2 separate regions of the Mus musculus genome follow, and region 1 is linked to region 2. A link is a contact called in public Hi-C data. All regions are on one chromosome and are shown on one strand. Each heading gives the region's core, a stretch centred on a gene start, on an enhancer-like site or on the middle of the called end of the contact. The rest is flanking DNA. Distances are from core to core; before and after follow the strand shown. Region 1 has its middle 31 kb from the start of Macc1. Region 2 has its middle 61 kb from the start of Abcb5.

Region 1 (2,700 bases), core at 193-2,692, 380 kb after region 2:
CCACATTTTACAAACCTAACTATACTCTGATGCTGCTGTTCCTACCATTCCTCAAGTATCCAAAATTTTGTCTTAAATAGTGTATTTTTTCTTTAAAAATACTTATTGGAGAGAGGAGTGGGAAGGGGAGGGAAAGAGGGAAGATGAAAAAGGAAGGAAGGGAGAGAGAAAACACATGTGTGTCTCTTTCTCTGGAGATGGTAAGAGGATAGAGATGTTGGCTTTTTATTTCCTGGCTCCTAATGGTTTTACTTTGATGTTGGTGAGGTAAAAAGGAGAACAGAAAGGCGCCAAACTTCTCTCAGATTCTGAGTTTACCTTCCTAATGATAGTTTGGTTTTTTCCACATTAGACACAACATTACATACAAGAAAGCAGGAAGTGGTATTTTACAGCCAGACATGCCTTGTTAGCTGGGCTATTAAACAGTTCCCTTGGTTTAGCTGTAACTTTTGCAGCATATATCTTATAAATATCAGAAACTAGTTACTGAAAGTGTTCGTATCACTTTCTACTAGCTGTAACAGGCTGTAACTAGATGAGAAATGAGAATTAGAAAGAAGTAAAAGGCAAAGTTGTATCTCATGACTATTACCTCAACCTAACAGTTTTCCCTTCTCCAAAATCCCCTTCCAGTTCTTATCTTTAATATGTGTATTGCATAATTGTAAGTAGACATTATACAGTCTTTCATATAGTTAAGGACTTTGTGACTTCTTTTTAAGATGACCATATGTCCTGAATTAATAACTTACAATGTATTTAATTATTCCTCTGTTGTAGAAATTTGGAATTTTCAGGTTACTTTTCAATCATATATAAAATGTTCTAACAAAAGAGGTCTATAAAAACACAGCTGTCCCTATTCTAAATTATGTTTTTGGAGAAAAGACTGATTACTGAGAATGTCCAAGAGAATTTTATGTTTACTGATGAGTATTCTTTAGGAATAAATTTTATATATGGTCTGAAATTTGTACAGCTTTTGGCTACTTGGTCTCCTTGGAAAAAGAAAAAGAAATTACAAACATTCTAGGTAACCTCCCACCTTGAGGTGACTCCACAGAGAAAAGCCACAGGCTCAGCATTTGCATTGTCACCGAGGCTTCAGGATACCATAATACTTCTACTTCATTAGAAGGAAGTGAGAGTTTGTTACCTTTAAAACTTCTTGAGTTTTCTGCTTTGTAATTTAAATATGTTAGTTAATTCAATCATATTCAGCATAAAGTCTGTTTTAGTATGCATTTTTGATTGTTGGGGGTAGCACATTTCATTATCTTTTATTACTGCATAGCAAAAATACTCCAAAGCTAACAGCTCAAAACAACATCCTTAATGTGTTTCGCAATCTGGTGGCCAAGATCAGAAGGGGGTTGGTCGCCTTGTTCTTCTGCTCACCTCTGATTAAAGCTATCATCTCCATCTTCTTCAGGATGCAAGATGTCTTCACAGTCATGTCTCATATTTCAAGGGAGTGAACAGAAAACACTATTCAGTAGAGACTGGCCTTAAGATCATCTTTATGAGGTGTCTCCTACATGGTGGTCTTAGGACAATGTAGCTTTTTATTTGGCAGATCTTTGGCAGCTGTTTCAAGAAGTTTCAAGAAGCTTTGAGCAGAAGATACAGGAATTTTTAAACCCCTAGATTTGGAAACCTCTGAATCCTTTTGTTATACCTAATATAACATATACAATATAGTATAGTATAATAAACTAATATTCATTTCTTTTTTATATTTATTTTTTCTTTTTATTGGGTATTTATTCCATTTACATTTCCAATGCTATCCCAAAAGTCCCCCACACGCTTCCCCACCCACTCCCCCACCCACCCACTCCCACTTCTTGGCCCTGTCATTCCCCTGTACTGAGGCATATAAAGTTTGCACATCTGGACACAAAGAAAATAAAGGCCATCTGTAACCTAGCACAGGCTGCTAATGTTTTCCTGGATGCTTACAATTTGTATAAGTTCATAACATCATGTACTAGACTTGGAAGACAATAATATGCAAGCAGAATATTTATGTGCTTTCATGGGAATAAGGAAAATAGATCTGGCATCAATTTGTAACTTGTATAAATCTACTATATGCTTTTTTAAAAAGTATAAAAATATTTTTTCAATAATAAACTTAGTGTCACTAGTTTATTGTTGTATTTTACATTGCTTTGTTTTTATCCTGTATTTATGTAGTTCATTTGTCTTTTTTATTAAAATTTTAATTAAATTTATTTTGTATGTGTTAGAGGTGTGTGCACATGCACAGTGCACACATTGAAGTCAGAGGACAACTTTTGAGAGTCAGTTCTCATTTCATTAAATGAGTTTATGGGATAGAATTCATATTTTCAGACTTGGAAGCAAGCACTTTTTGTGCTAAGCCATCTTGTTTTCCAAGGAAATAAAAATAATATATCAAATTTTAAAAATGGTCATTATGAGGGAAAAAAAACCAAAGAAACAAAACCTGTATAAAAGTTACCACTACAGGCAATGTTACATCTTGCCCCAGACATTCACTTCCTTTCTTTGCATTTTTCTGTTTACTATAAGTTTCTGAGATCTCTCCATTTACCCTTCCAAGTTTCTATTGCAGGATTTCAGTTGGATTTTGCCCAGAAGAGGTCCTGGAAAAAAGACTGAGAAAATAAATGTGAGTCAGCTGTTCCCAGCTTCTGACCTCCTTGAGTG
Region 2 (2,700 bases), core at 156-2,655:
CAAATCCCATGTGCAAGAGCAGCAGGTGTCTTAACTGCCAAATCCTCTCCCAAACCACTAAGAACTCTTGTCCTATACTAGTGGTGATAACTTGGTAGAGAACTTTTTTTCTAAGCTGATTAGAAACAAAAATCTTTCCTTTTACTATAATAATTCCAGTGTTTCCACTTACAATGAAACCTTTTGTGTAACTGTCTCATAAACCTCAGAAGCTTCAATCTGTGTATCTGCATTTGCAGGATGTAGTTTTACCATTTTGGAAGAAGGGAAACCTTTCTTTTTCCTTTGACTTCTCATGTGTGTTTGTTTGAAAGTCTCTTGTTTGAATTACAGCTTGATTAGACATAGCTGACTTTTAATTTTGACCCAGTTAAGGACTCTGAAAACAATTATAGGCACAGATAACAAATATTAATTTTTTATATTAAATTCTAACTCCCAAAACAGCATTTGGGTTCATGGACAAAGAAAAATTCACTGAATCCCTTGATGGAAATTTATATTCAATGCATTATTGGCATTATTATTATTCTGTGACACAGGCAAAGATTTACCATTAGACAAAGGAGAATGGTACCTGAGTATACAGAGGAATAAGCATTATTACACTTTTTGAAAGTTATTCAAGTTAATTGCAAAGGTAGCAGAAAGTTCAGCATCCTCTTTGTTGGATCTTATTATTTTTATATGAGAGTAATATTAAAGGCACTCGATTTAAATTGCTCCTGTCAGCCTTTACTATGCCCACAAACAACCTTCAAACCTTAGCCATGGGTTGTAGTTTTGTTGGTCCCATTTGGCCTTCATGTGCTTCTAATGCCTGATAAGCACCCATGGTGTGAGGCCTACTGTTCTCATTGTGGAGAAGCCCTGAGGACATAAATAAACCACAAATTCATATGACATTCCTTTAGTCAAAGCAAGTCACCAAGCCAAGCCTGAATTAATAGTACAATTAATTCTGTCTCTTGGAAAGCCCAGCAAGGATTGGAAAGTACTCATTCACAGTAATTCAGTCCCTAGCAAGAAACTACCCTATGAATTCTGCTGAGCTTCCATGCAATCCTGTAACATGTACAACATGTCGGCTTATAAATGTCAGACTACAAATATCTCATTTCTAGTGAAAGAACTTTATAAACACAAGATAATTTTGGGACATAGATTTCTTAATTCAAAACGATGCTACATGTCAACTCTGGAAAGTAGGACTCAAAGTGGAGCTGTGGGTTGTTGACCCCTCCTGCTCCTTCAGTGTCTCTGTACTCTTTTCTCTGCCTTCCTGGAAATCCCTGAGAGGATTCTGCAAAGTATATCTTGAAAATCACCAGTGTCTTGCTTCTTGGAGCAGACTCCACAGATGGTAAGAGGTGTTGGGTTACAAAGCGTGCAAAATGTTTGGGTGGGTTGGGAAATGTTAAGCAGAGCTGCAGGAATTCTCGGAAGCTTTAGAGTGTTGATGTTCCTTTAGAACTATTCGGGAATGCAGGTCTCAGAATTCCCAAAGCTTTTCTGAAGCAGCTCACTGTTTTAGATCATATCTTAGAGAAGACTATACTAAACAATGCTTTCTGGTAAAAGTATATATTTTTGTAGAAGTATATATCTGGCGCAGAGACCCAGGACAGGACTACTGTCTGAATTTTTCCTCATTTGGTTAGTTGCATTAGGAGTCTCCTTTTGGTCATGTTCTTGGGCTTCTTCCTATGACCTAGGCATACTTGGGCAATGATGTAAATGCTTTTGTGGGTATTTTAACCTTTGAGAACAATAAGCCTGGTTAATGCCTTTGTTTGGAATCAATGTGAAAGACATTGAGTGACCATGAGTGATTGGTTTCACAAAATGAAGGATTGTGTGAGCTGACCTGAAGTAACTGTGGTCATCGCCCACAGCATTAGCAAGCACTCAGGGATTCCCCTCTGATGCATTTGAAGCTTCATTCATGAAGAAAATTATAGATGTTGAAAACTGTAATTTCCCATAATACACCAAAATACACAAATTACTAATTTTCCCCCCTTTTGGTTCACAAACAAGTGGCTGTTGTTAATCTGTGTAATTTGTGTCCTAGGTTACTTGTTTGCAAAGCTCCCTAGACTGGCTCATATATCATTAGAAGGTAAATTTGAGTCCAGTTCTTATCCAGAGTTTCATAGGAAGGGTACATTCTCAAAAACCTGATGGCATAAGTAGTACAGATCCAAATTCCTGTTTTAGAAATGCGTATTATTAGCACTACATATGGATGGAAGAATATTCATGGAGAAACAGACTCTGGAAGCCTCTCCTTCCTCTTTTCCTCTTAGGTTGCTAACGTTTTGTGAAATATTAACTAACTGCTGTCATATGAGGACAATGACAATTAAGAACCCTGCAGTGAGGTGTGAAAGGGTGAACTCACCTTCACTCCCTTGCACCCAATTCTGTTTTAAGTAGGCCTTGTTTATTTCCCCTTCTACCAGGAGAATTTTCATATTTCATAAAAATAAACTTTTTGAAAGGAGAGCCTTAATTATTTGTATTAGCCATTGTACAGTAATGCTTCTAGTAATGTATCAATGTAATTACAGTAATTACTTCATAATAAACATGCACATATGTAATATATATAAATAAAATATAAAATGAAGTTTTAATTTATACTTAAAATATTAAAAAAGAATTGCTGATGTTTCTCTATTACTTCTTCTTAGATTA

What was found. A called contact is a pair of places that touch in the nucleus more often than the background predicts.
Region 1: a Hi-C map of uterus shows a contact between it and region 2, with 4 times the contacts expected there. The contact joins two enhancer-like sites. A contact is called at or near these places in 11 of 484 Hi-C or Micro-C datasets (the 63-12 cell line, bone marrow-derived macrophages, cardiomyocytes and 6 more).

Annotation. Positions count from the first base shown.
Region 1 is chr12:119,410,794-119,413,493 of GRCm38.p6, forward strand. It overlaps a transcript of Macc1 not described here. Among named protein-coding and RNA genes, the nearest start is that of Macc1, 31 kb to the right of the region's middle. Within about 2 kb of position 1,443, at least 8 of the 459 cell types and tissues checked have an H3K27ac peak or open chromatin away from gene starts, as enhancers often do. A contact at or near this core is called in the 63-12 cell line and uterus, where this site is marked.
Region 2 is chr12:119,026,561-119,029,260 of GRCm38.p6, forward strand. No RefSeq gene overlaps it. Among named protein-coding and RNA genes, the nearest start is that of Abcb5, 61 kb to the left of the region's middle. Within about 2 kb of position 1,406, at least 32 of the 459 cell types and tissues checked have an H3K27ac peak or open chromatin away from gene starts, as enhancers often do. A contact at or near this core is called in the 63-12 cell line and uterus, where this site is marked.